2 separate regions of the Salvelinus alpinus genome follow, and region 2 is linked to region 1. Evidence: chromatin contacts called from public Hi-C data. All regions are on one chromosome and are shown on one strand. The core of a region is the stretch at or near the end of the contact, and the rest is flanking DNA. Distances in the headings are between cores, read along the strand shown. Region 1 holds the start of ids (iduronate 2-sulfatase). Region 2 holds the start of LOC139581503 (AF4/FMR2 family member 2-like).

Evidence for each region. Hi-C and Micro-C count contacts between places; a contact is called where the count stands out from the background.
Region 2: a Hi-C map of muscle shows a contact between it and region 1, with 7 times the contacts expected there. The contact joins the promoter of LOC139581503 here to the promoter of ids in region 1. A contact is called at or near these places in 2 of 3 Hi-C or Micro-C datasets (muscle and red muscle).

The regions. Positions count from the first base shown.
Region 1 is chr7:66,491,563-66,498,450 of SLU_Salpinus.1, reverse strand. It overlaps ids (iduronate 2-sulfatase), which reads right to left and starts at 2,765. Exons shown (of 9, transcript XM_071411326.1): 1 at 2,550-2,765; 2 at 2,094-2,230; 3 at 1,790-1,967; 4 at 1,197-1,285; 5 at 701-901; 6 at 159-329. The coding sequence starts at 2,625. It overlaps LOC139581500 (CRACD-like protein), which reads left to right and starts at 5,593. Exons shown (of 12, transcript XM_071411323.1): 1 at 5,593-5,747.
Region 2 is chr7:66,969,562-66,976,449 of SLU_Salpinus.1, reverse strand. It overlaps LOC139581503 (AF4/FMR2 family member 2-like), which reads left to right and starts at 3,647. Exons shown (of 21, transcript XM_071411328.1): 1 at 3,647-3,875. The coding sequence starts at 3,823.

The DNA of each region.
Region 1 (6,888 bases), core at 1,516-4,015:
TTTAAATAGTTCAACATTTATCTGCATCATATCACCTCATGTAACAGATTGGAAGTAAAGAACCCCACCAGTTGTGCTTCAACCATCTATAGCCACATTAAAAACTAATTAGAAAAGATACTTTGTTCCTGCAAATAATGAAAGTACACCTAACCAACCTGGAAATCCTTTGGGATTGGCCCGTATGGGAAGCTGATGTTTAGAGCTTGGACATCTTCCCTTTTCCTGATGTCAGTCCAGGGATTGTAGGCCACGCTGGGGAGGCCTTTAGGAACGTCAGGGTCTGGAGCCAGGCTCATCTTATCCAGGGGATAGAGTGTCAAGAAGTCCTAATACAGAGTTACGCAATTTAAGAACGAAATTACAGTTTACAAGAGCAAAGGCAGTTTCATCAGTAGGTTACAAATCATACCATCTACATTTATTGAGAGATTTGTATTTATTGCTCATCTAAGTCATGGTTTAACCCAGCGTATTCCAAACTCGGTCCTCGGGAATCCAAGGAGTGAACGTTTAGTTTTTTTACCTTAACACTACACAGCAGATCCAAATGATCAAAGCTTGATTAGTTGATATTTGAGTCAGCGGTGTAGAGCAAAAATCAAAACGTGCACCCTTTGGAACCTGAGGACCGAGTACGGGAAACTCTGGTTTAACTGCTCCTGGTGTTATGATGAAGTAAGCCAGGCAGCTGCAGTACCTGTGGGATTCTGAAGGGAATGTGAGGTTTGTGGAATCCAACAGCCAGAAAGAAGTTCTTGCCAGAATCCCTTGTGGACTTGAGCAGCCTGATGGCCTCCTCTGTGCTCTCCATGTCTGGCAGTGTCCCAAGAGGGGTTTCAGACACATTAACTGAGCACAGCAGGTTGGCATGCAGTTTGCCATCACTGCCCTTGCAAACCTAAACAAAGCAGTACATTTCATTCATGCTAAACATTAAACCTGTCGGAATTTGTTAAAATGCATGAGAAACATCTTATATTAGGCAATTAAACTAGACATAATACACAGAGGGCTCAAATCAGACATGCATAAGCATCTGTAGCCATTTATCTTAAAATGAATGTCTGTATACAGAATGGAATCCATTCACTAAAGTAAATAGACTATTCAGTATACCGACATCATTTTAGCCATATATGGCTAAAGCATCTGTAGACGAGGGAGTTATGGCAGCAGTCAAGACAAACACTGACCTTCATATTTTCATACTTGAAAGAGGGAGGATGATAAGGAGGTACAGACCAGCTGTACGGGTAATCATCCGAGTGATTAGAGGCTATGCCTTCAGCACAAAACACAGCGATATTAGTATTAAGACGACATGGGAAACAGCCTCTGGCAATTTGATAGATTCACGTCACATGACAAGAGATCTTGGTTATTTTGTGCAATAAGGGGTTTTACAACATTGAACACTGAGGAGCACACAAGATAATTGTTACAAATTTTTCAATGTAGACTTATAAGAAATCACCAACCACTAACATTTTAAGTAGGTCTAAGACAAATGGCAGGTTGGCATTTATTGGGATGAATCTTGTCCTGGCGGCAGCTCTGCTGGTTGGTCACTAGACACAAAGTCAGATTTGAAACCTAAACACACTGCTAACCTTACACCCAACTTTCAATTAGGGCCAAAACAAACATTTGTTTATGCATTTTTTACTATTATAACCAATTTTGACTTTGCGGCTGACCCATCTAGCAGAAACCACTCAGCCTTCAGGAATAGATTCATCCCAATAAAATGTCAACCTGAAAAACAAAATGTCTAGGATCCTTTTACCTGGGTGAAAAACCTTTCCAACCGACATGGTGGTGTAGCCCTTTGACTTGAAGTACTGAGGGAGAGTGGTGTAGTTCCCCGCATGCACTCTCCAGTAGGAGTTAAAGTCATATAACCGGGTTGTGTCAGGTCTACGACTTGTTAGCAAGGAGGTTCGACTTGGTCCACACACTGCTTGCTACAAATTGAATGAGAGAGACAAAATGGGACATTAATTTATATAGTTACAATCACTGGTAGAAAATGAATTACCAACTAAAGTAGGCTTGCGCTACAGCGTTAAATCACTTTGTTGTAGGACTACCTGGGCATATGCGTTGAGAAAGACGTTACTTTTAGAGGCAAGTTGATCAATGTTTGGGGACTTTACAATAGGATCCCCGTAGCATCCTAATGTTGGTCTCAAATCGTCAGCAATGATGAAGAGAACGTTGCGCCTAACTAAAGAAAGACAAATTAGTCAAGGTTACAATGGCTGCGTTCACACAGGCAGCCCAATTCTGATTCCCTCGCTACTAAAATTGGTCTTTTGACCAATCAGATCATGTATTTCGCAAAAGATCAGAATTTGGCAGCCATCATTTCCCCGCATTAAAAATCAGCTACAACGTAGCAAGCTTTGAACGAACACCATACATTGGCCAACATGACTAAAGTTGTAACAATGTTACTGATCAATAATACGTTCTCACAGACGCCTTTCAAAACTCAACATCAACAAGAAGCGATTTACTATAAATGTTTTTGAAAAGTGAGTTACCTGTTTTTGCAACAACGTCATGAGAGAACATACACAGAATCAGGACGCAAACCCATTTCTGGACAGACAGAGACATCGTGAGGCAACGCAGCTTCTCAAAGCTAAGAAAATGTTAAGCTAATGAAGCTCGTGCATGGTCTATAAGGGTATTGCATGGACATATACACACACGGGACTACTAATGACTGTGTCAAAACATTGATCGCGTCGTGTGTACTGAAATACCTTCCTGGCTGAAAGGACCTTCCCTCTCTCTATTTCCATTGGTCGTTGGAAAGTCCACGTCATGCTCTGAAACCTAGACGCCCCGCCTTTATTTATGTAGTTGACAGGTAATCCTATAATTTTCAATATGCACAAACTTATTCTATACAAATGAAATCAGTGAGTAGCTACCTTTCCATCCAATTGGCGACAGATTTGCATGCCAATATTCTAGAATCCGCATAACAAATGTTGCAAATGTTTCCACAAAATGGACTTGTTGCAGTTACAAATCAGTGAATGATGACGTAATGCACGCAATGTACTTTATCGCTTAAATTTTCATGTACCGAATAAAAATCTAAAGTTCAATGTGTTTCCATCGCATTTTCAACTCTACCGATAGTTTTGTCACAAAAACACATAGCAAATGTGTCAACAGCTCGCAGATGCAGTGCTCTTCTAGGTTCTTCATGTAGGCTCTTCTACATTAAGAGATTATTATTGATAAAGCGGATAATTTTTGTATTTGTCAAACGGCAGTCACGCATCGATGATCATGTCACCAGAATAAGACCATTGATAGGCTATTGGAAAGTAGCATCAAGCGCATCATCGTGCACTTTCACCACCCTGTGAAGTTCATCATAATTGATTTTATCTGTAGCCTAATAAACTGCATGGTTTCCCGGGTTGTAGTGGGAGGACCACACACCATATCATCACGAGACTCCAAATTTAACGTCGATATGATGGTTATTGTGTCAATTTTTGCGCGAAGGGCGTTTTCACCTCCATTTACCACATAATTAATTTGGACCATGGCTGGGAAGACAATGGGAACGGCTTTGGGCTGATGTAGGTTGATTTGTGTGCATATGTTGTTGATTGTGTGAGAATGAGGAAGCAGAATTTACCAAGGGGATTTCTGTTTAAATCTGACAGGTTTTAATAGCATCTTCCTATTCTTCTTTTCGATAGGCTATTCATTCATATTACATTGCATTTGATAATTGCTCCATGGAGCTATAAAAATAACATTTCATGATTTTGAATAGCAGTGATGCTATAATCAGTGGCTTGAATTGTATTTTAGGAAAGCATTAAAAAGTGGTTTGATTGATTTATAAATATTTTCTTTCCGTAGGATCCAGGCGAAATTCCCAGCATGGCCCAAGGAGCACCAGCTGAAAGGACCCCATTGTCTCACCCACAACTCTACTCTATAGTTTGATAGAAGCAGTGCTGGAAAAAGTACTCAGTTGTCATACTTGAGTAAAAGTAAAGATACCTTAATAGAAAGTGACTCAAGTAAAAGTCTAAAAGTATTTGGTTTTAAATATAGGCCTACTTAAGTATCAAAACTAAATGGAATTGCTCAAATGTATTTAAGTATCAAAAGTAAAAGTATAACCCATTTCAAATGTCTTATATTTAGCAAGCCACACGGCACAATTGTATTTTTAATTGACGGATAGCCAGGGGCACACTCCATCACTCAGACATAATTTACAAACGAAGCATTTGTGTTTAGTGAGTCCGCCAGATCAGAGGCAGTAGGGATCCCAGGGATGTTATCTTGATACGTGTGTGAATTTAGACAATTTTCCTGACAACATGTAAAAGGTACTTTTGGGTGTCAGGGAAAATTGTATTTTCTTTGGGAATGTAGTGAAGTAAAAGTTGGAAAAATATAAATAATAATGTACAGATACCCCCAAAAAACTACTTAAGTACTTTACACCACTGGATAGAAGTGACGAGTTGCATGTTTGTTATGTATGCAAAGGCATGCATATCATGGCAAAAATCTATTGTCTGTGTCTTTTCAGGTGGGATTTCAGCCTACAATGCCAGGGACAAAAATGTTTGCACCTATGAGATAATGGACATGGGCACCACTGGGGGTGACTATTCCAATGAGTTGTTGCCAGATCTCAATTGTTCAAAAGCCAGGGTTATTGAACAGTCTGGGGGTGACTATTCCAATGATGTTGCCAAATCCTACTTCCTACCACTTCCTAGTACTTTTCTCCCTACTGTAGCCCTTTACCACCTGTCTTTGAGTCTGCCTATGGTGAAAATATCTCCATCTCTTTCTAGCACTGCTGAGTTTTTGACTGTAATGACTGATGTGTGGTTGTTTAGTTGGACTTAGTTTAACTGCATGTTAGTCTCTTTGGATAAAATACTATGCCAAATTGCTAACATCTAAATGTAGAATACAGGTATTCTATCTAGTTTCCGAATAAAATCATAATGGAAATGGTGTGTGGTCAACTTGTATAATGCATAGATTTGTCAAATTTTCAGCCAGAATCCTTTAAGGTCTATACAAAAAACTACCACTAGAGAGCATTGCTGGCCATATATTTTCCCATCAATTCTCCTAGTTCCCCAGCACAGATTATACACAGTGTTTGTGTTTGATTTGGGCAGGAGCTCACTGGAGCTGAGTAGCTGTACCATTTTTGAATATTAGCTCAAAAGTATTGTCGAGCTCCTGCACCTATAGAAACAGTACCAGCACCCAAATTGAGTACCCGCAACTATTTCAGTCCGAAGTAAACACTGATTATCTATGGACATACAATTATTTGACCAGAAAATCCGTAAAGATTTTTTTTTTTTTATACAGATGTTATTGAGACACAAGTCATAGAAAAAGCAATAGCTAGGGACGCTAGGGGACAGTACACTTGAAAATGTAGCATCTTTGACTGATACTGTAGGCCTAAAATGTTAAATTATTGTTTGGGGTAAATTGTTTGGTTAATTTTACAGTTGATATTTATCTAAAGAAAATTCCCAGTAAGTCATCTGCTGCATACAATTTGTCGACTTTCTCGCAGACGGCATGGGCGGTACTCCAGTGCTTCTGCAGGCTAGTTGAAGACACGAGACCTCAATGGGCCAGATCTAATCATCACAAATCACCGATGTCTTCTTGACTTTGATGGATGACTGCGTACTCTGAAATATATAACTCAGTTTGTAAGTACCATTTTCTTTCAAGACGAACTTAGAGACAATTGTTTGATTGATAGGCGAAGCTTCCATATGGTTCGCTCCAGTTTTCTATTTTGCTTTGTGTTAGATTCGCAAAAAGCCTGTTGAATTTAGTTGATGGTTCTTCAACTTTACCGAAGCGTTGTTATTGAATTATACCTCATTTGAATAATCTCCTGGGACATAATTCGATGTTATCTTTAGTTTGCGACTCATTATCCTCTTAAATTGATTTTAAACAATCTTTTTTTTTTTTTTTTTTTTTACAATATCTTATTATTGCAACACAGAAGGATAATGGTGATGAGTGTTTTTGCTGTTTCAATAGGCTGTGGTCAATACAATTTAGTCCAGTTGCTTATTGCCAATAGCTATCTGGTATGATCTGTCCAGTAATAACTTTATATTCCTTATTAGAATACAAATAATAACGCCCCATCATTTAAGGGATATAAAATGCTGTTCACTATTGCCAAGTACCTCAACTCCTCCACAGAGTTGAGCGCATAGGCTACTAGAGTTTTTTTTTTAAAGTTTTTTTTAATGAACCTCTGACTGAGTCCCTTTACATGATACTTAAATGTACATTTTAAACCCTTACCATGTACCTATGTTTGACCTCTGTTGTTGCATGCCTTTGTTTGCTGAAATCCATACTTTTGAATAAAACCTTAATCAAACACAACCCCCGACTCAGCAAGAAAAATAAATGGTTCCAATCGTTTTTCCACCATTCATTTTTCCGATAGGGGATTTTAGAAACACTTAAAATAAGGTCTGTGTCTCATGTAGGCTTACCCTGGCGTGACGTTTTGATTACCATTAGTTTTTCTAACAATGATATATGGCATTATTTCTGACCATAATGGCATGAAGAAAGCCTATTGGCTTTGGCAGCTGACCCACAACGTTTTTAATAGGGGTCAGTTCTCAACCACACCCATTCGACCAGTAGGACCAACCAGATTGAGCCATGGCACTAATTCCATGTTTTCAATAGAGGATATCGCTAAGAGCACAACACTTAAAACATTTTTTTAAAAGCACAATTAGTTGATTATCACCATGCAATTAAACCCTTCAGATAAATACCTTCTCATGTGCCCTTAAGGCCCACACATGCTGT
Region 2 (6,888 bases), core at 2,398-4,897, 480 kb before region 1:
TCTGATGAGGTATTTTCCAATCACTTCTCACAGCTTCTGACAAGTGATTTAACCACAGGCAATTTCAACAAACGGCTGCTATGATGTGTGTCTCTCGCAGTGAATTATGTCCATGGGTGGACAAAGTGATTGGGAAAATTGTTGATGAAAAATCGAAATGTTTTTTTTTTCACCCATGTATGGAAGGATGATGAAGCCATCTATTTTAAAACATAATTTTGACAAGTGTATATAAAGATATTCTACATCATGTGTACATGTGTATGCACTGTTAAACCTACATACACACTGTACTGGGTACTGTAAGGTCTTCAGTGATAAGGCAGTACAGGCTGATTCTTCAGATTAGGATTTGGGAATGGTGCTCTCCCTCTATCCCAGCTGCCAGTGTAACTCTGTGTTTCCCTGCAGCCAGTTTATGGGTCAACAATCTAAATGCAGGGGGGCTAGGAGGTTCTGGGAGGTTCTGAGAGGTACTGGGAGGCTTGTGGGAGGCACCGGGAGGTACTGGGAGGCACTGGGACGCTTCTGGGACACTTTTGGGACGCACTGGGAGGACACTGGGAGGCTACTGGGAGGCTTCTGGGAGGCATTGGGAGGTTTCTGGGGGGCACTGGGAGGTACTGGGAGGTACTGGGAGGCACTTGGAGGTACTGGGAGATACTGGGAGGCACCCAGCGCATTACGCAGAGCAGTGCTGGAATCTACCCCAGACTACCCAAACCAAACACCCAACCAGCGAGAGAGACTGAAAGGCCCTTTCCCACCACAGCTTTCTCTATAGTCATCACACATTACCAACTACACCCCAAACTGAATGACAAACCACAAATACAGATTAGTAACAGCTTACTAAAATTCCTGAACATCTAATCAAATGGCTATCCAGACTATTTGCATTGCCCCCCCCCCCCCCCCCCCTCTATTTTACACCACTACTACTCTCTGTTGTTATCATCTATACATAGTCACTTTAATAACTCTACCTACATGTACATATTACCTCAACTAACCGGTGCCACCGCACATTGACTCTGTACCGGTAGCCCCTGTATATAGTCTCGTAATTGTTATTTTACTGCTGCTCTTTAATTACTTGTTACTTTTATTTCTTGTTTCTTATTGTTACCCGTATTTTTTTTAACTGCATTGTTGGTTTAGGGCTCGTAAGTAAGCATTTCAATGTAAGGTCTACACCTGTTGTATTCGGCGCATGTGGCTAATACAATTTGATTTGATTTGATTGTATCATGCTTTATATGATGTTTAGTTGATATTGTATTATTTAGCATTTCCCTAAGGCTGTTTGTCTTTTTTTCTGGGTAGAACCCAGTACTGTGGTGAATTGGCTGTGTAGTTGAATAAGCCTTTAGTCATGATAAAGGAGATGTCTGCTGCTCTGAAAGGCAACATTCCCCATGTGAGGCAAGGTGTGCTGTGTACCTGAGCACCCTGGCATAACGACCAACACAATGAATTATCCACCCCTCCTCCTGTCCTCTGCTTTACCACTGGCCATACAGAACAGGTAATAAAGCAGACACTACGTGTTTCCATTTGTGCCATATGGGTTCCAGATGGTTCCTCCTGATACTAGCTGGCTAACAGAAGACCAAGTTGTTCTAATCGCACGCCATCCAGAAAGCCATTTGGGTCCCAGAGTGTGTCTGACCGAAACCTAGGTCCCTTTACTATTCTGGAAAATTCATATAAACTCGGGGCATATGCCATAAATCCAAATAGACTCCCAGCCTTTACATGTGAGGTGGAGAGATGTATCATGATAAGGCTTTTTATTACCTTTGGCACCACATGGTAGCCAGGCAAATCATGATACAGTCATGTAGGCTAACATGTCTCTTTTACTGTGGCCTACACTCCTGCTCCATATTACAGGACCCATGCAGTGTGCTGTTGATGGAAGCAGACAGTCCTTCTAGACATACTGCTGATGTTTCTAATGTTTCCATCACAGCTCCCTCACTACAGTATACATTAATCTACAGAGCTGTTTCCTCCACTGCCGTGCTGCCGCGCCGCCTGTCTGTTCCCCACATGGCCTATGCAGCTATAGCGCCGCCAAATAATTTATAGCAGCCCTCTTTTCATTGTTATGATTACACAGGAGATTGATTGGCTCAATAAAAATATGAAATGATATCATCTGTCTCAAACATATATCCCCATTACTGTGAACCTCTATCATTTCTAACACCTCTGTCTGCTGTGAGAATGTAGAGCCCAATAGGTCACGGTGCTGTCAACAACACCCATTTATTCAGTCAATATGGGTCATAGATACTCTAAACACAACTCATGAACTTGCCCTAGTCTATGATCAGTCAATATGGGTCATATATACTCTAAACACAACTCCTGGTCCAAGCACACCAAGACAGTCGTGAAGAGGGCATGACAAAACCTATTCCCCCTCAGGGGGAATATGGCATGGGTCCTCAGATCCTCAAAAGGTTCTACAGCTGCACCATCGAGAGCATCCTTACTGGTTGCATCACTGCTTGGTATGGCAACTGCTCGGCTTCCGACCTTCAGGCACTACAGAGGGTAGTGTGAACGGCCCAGTACATCACTGGAGACAAGCTTCCTGCCATCCAGGACCTCTATACCAGGCGGTGTCAGAAGAAGGCCCTAAAAATTGTCAAAGACTCCAGCCACCCTAGTCATAGACTGTTCTCTCTGCTACCGCACGGCAAGCGGTACCGGAGCACCAAGTCTAGGTCCAAGAGGCTTCTAAACAGCTTCTACCCCCAAGTCATAAGAAATAACCTGCCCAGGGACTGCGGTTGAAAACTAGCCGGCTGGCTAAAACCGGCACTTTTACTGAAACGTTGATTAATGTGCACTGTCCCTGTAAAAATAAAATAAACTAAAACTCCTGAACATCTAGTCAAATAGCTACCCAGACTATTTGCATTGCCCCCCCCCCCCCTCTCCACACCACTGCCACTCTCTGTTGTCATCTATGCATAGTCACTTCAATAACTCTACCAACATGTACATACTACCTAAACTAACCGGTGCCTCCGCACATTGACTCTGAACCGACACCCCCCTGTATATATTGCTATTTTTTACCGCTGCTCTTTAATTACTTGTTACTTTTATCTCTTATTCTTATCCGTATTTTTTGGTTTTTTGAAACTGCACTGTTGGTTAGGGGCTCGTCAGTAAGAATTGCACTGTAAGGTCTACTACACCTGTTGTATTCGGCGCACGTGACTAATAACATTTGATTTGATTTGAACTTGCCCTAGTCTATGATCAGTCAATAGTAATATGACCTTTGCATCTGGAAACAACTGTTGTGAATAATGCTAATGCATGGTAATGCACAATTATCCCACACTGCTTAAACATGCATATGCATCATCATTTCTAAAGGTTATAACGTTATAACTTATAATAAAATATTGTTTGTTATGATTTCCTCACAGGCCTATTAACCATTGACTCTTTTTTTTCTTCTTCATCTATAGTTGTTTTTGACAGCTGACGTTTACACTTAAAATGGGTGGGGCAAATATAATTTTTGCTAACCTCAATTTGGACTACCCGGGCTCGGAGTCGCCGCTTCTGCCTGTCTCAAGCTCCGCCTTTTGTTCACTGTGAGCGTTGGAGACCGGAGGCAGGCAGGAGGCAGTGGTGTTGTCATTGCAGTGTGTGTCAGTTCGCCAGAGAGAACACCGTACAGCATAGCTAGTTACATTTAGCAGATCCACAGAATTGATATATGTAGACTGACGCATAGGCTACGTTGAGCAGGCACCGGTTCCTTCCTGAATCAGACAACGGGGACCAACCATGGACCTATTCGAGTTTGACTTCTTTAGGGACTGGGAACTGGAGCAACAGTGGTACGTACAAGTGTTTCTTTTTATTTACATGATGTAGCTAATAACGTCTTTGTCAGAGGCTTTTTTCTGAAGACTAACCTAGCTGCGCTGCCACATCGATGCGCCCTGGCTTTTGGCGTTGGACTCCTGGAATGCTCGCATTCCTTCTCGGAACACATTAAAGTGAGAGATGAGTGTGAGGAATTATTTTAGAGCTCTGCGTATCTGCGCTTTGCCTCTATTGTCAGATTGTGCATTGTAGGACTATGTAGCGCTAGGACGTATTCGGTGCGCACACACTCACAGGGACCTATAGTGCCACCTCATGAATGGGGGAAGTTCACAGTTGCTGGTTTTGCTCTCTGTAAATATCAGCTTGAAATCGGGATGCGTAATTGTATAGTTTACACCCTAAACACGCGTTTCATAGGGGTTTTATTGAGTTCGTCAATGTAGCTACTGTGGTGAATTGCATGACAACTGAATCAATTGTCCTTGTCTGTCTTATTGTTTTAAATACCCCAGCTATTATTTGTCAAATGCTCTGCTCTAAAACACAATTTAGACTATTTGTGTAGGCTTATTGTCAGGTTTGATTTGTAATGGATTGTATCGATTCAATAGGACATATCGCTATACATTATAATGGCCTATCACGGTGGTTTATTATGACATAGTCTAAGTTTCCGCTGCTCCACATCTGGTCAGCGATGTGCAATATATTCGGTAGGCTACCTATTACAATAATTACATTTTTAACCATATGATGATAGAATTTCTAATAATTTCAATTTCTTCCCAATTTTAAGAGAATCTGTGGCATCCAAATTAATGTATGCAAACATTACTAGAGCTAGTAACTTTAATTTGGAAGCTATTGATTCCCTAAAGATTGGGATGTTCTATTCCCGGTCGGAAGTAGCACCATCACAGAGAGATAGTAGAGGGCAAATAAATGTGATAACACAAGCCATGACAGTAGGGACCAGCCTGCAGGATTTGATCCTCCCATTCTCCCCATGATTGGTAGCCTATCACTCATTTTTGTTTTCATTCTAGTCCATTCATCCCTCCTCTTAGTTTTCCTCTCCCCACTCCCTCACACAATAGTATTTGATGTGTGGCTCAATAGAAGGATTTCAACCACATAATAATTAAGTGCTGCATTAATTGTTTTATTTTTGTATAATCTTAGATGAATATACTATGCCTAGCCTACTGTGGCCGATACAACAACATACTGTGCATTTTGACTGTTCAATTACCACGCGACTACAGGGTTTACTAATCGTGGTTGTTTCCATTGCTGCTTCATTGATTTTTGAGACACCTCTTTGCTTTAGTTGTTTTCTTTTAAACTCTTTCAATTCAAATCATGCCTCTTCATCACGTCCCTTCTACCTCTGAGAGTGCTAGACTGGAATGTGTAGCTATAAACAAACAGCTCATTACAGCTTTCCATCAAAATACCATTTTTTTTGTAATGTAATGTCCCTGGTTGTTTCACGAAATTATGAGTGATTGAGCATAATTTCATGCTGCGGTAGTTGGTTTATAATGGTTGGTGGGATTTTAATTTTAAAATGTAATTGTTGGGTGTGCATTAGTTTAATCTGACCACAGTAGCACGATCTGTTAAATAACTAGATCACACTGTAGATCTACCAGCAAGAGTTACATCATTTAATAGGAGTTACCTTGGTATTAGTGCTGAGCGATTAACTGACATTTCAGTTATTTGACTTTTTTAAAACAACTATTTGAAAGACGTTTTTTCTGTGAGCTCAATGCGCACAATGCACAGTTTCGCTAGAGAAAAATCAGACCCAGCCTGAACTGTGATGTAGTAGGGAGTTTTAGTTTCCAACAGGCCAATATTCTACATAGTTTAGCGCATAAAACGTGGTAATGAACGACAATAACCATGTTTCTATCCCGTTTTTATGCGAATAAAGTCATACCATATTGAAAAAAAAGTCACGACAGCTGTGATGGAACAGGACGTTTCGGTACAATTTTGTAAATGCTGACAGATCATTTGTTTGTTTGACATGTTGGGATCTTTTTGTGTCCGTACAATTAATTCTGCGAGAAATGGTGGTACAAATGCCTTTAAGCGCAAAAATGGATTTAATAACCGTCATATCGAAGTACATTTTGAGTTACGCGATGATATGATGTGTGGTCCTTCCACTACGACAATGCAGTTAATTAGGTTACAGATCTGGCTATTCTGTTTTTTGTGTTTTGCATGTTACTGTTAAAAAAAATTAAAAACAAGTTATGATGAGCTTCACAATGTGTTGAAAGTTCACGGTGATCTTGATGCTCATTTCCAATAAATATCGAGGGTATTTTTTATGTGACAAATAAAAATATTCTCGCTCTTATCTATAATAATCTCATTGTGTAGACCAGCCTACCTGCAGAGCCTACACGCAATGTATCTGCAAACTGTTGGCTAGAGCGCATGTGCGAAGACCAGAGTAGGCACATTTGCTATTTAACTCAACCGTTTTTGTGACAAAAGCATCGGTAGAGCTGAAAATGCGATTGAAACATATAGAATTTTAGATTTTTATTCGGTACATGAAAATTTAAGCGAACAAGTACATTTTGTGTGTACTACGTCATCACGCACTGATTTTTATCTACAGAAAAGTCAATTTGGTGGAAACACAACACTTGTGGGAAAATGCACATATTTTCTTTATGCGGATTCTATTGTATTCGCATGAAAATCTGTCACCAATTGGATGGAAACCTAGCTAATGACCATAATCCATTGCACATCTACTTGTCCGGGTTGTGTTTATTTTACTTCTGCTGGAGGAGACAGAAGATTGCATGATAGTGAGGGGATGTAGTGAGCAGCTGTTACTTTGCAAGGTTTCTACCTGAAAATACATGATCTAAATGATTGTTAGTTGGTATTCAGCAGTCATAAAAGTATATCTTATTTACTTTGACGAACTACTAAAATAGTTTGTCAGACAGCATAGACAGCAGCTCTATAGAGATGAGATGACTTGGA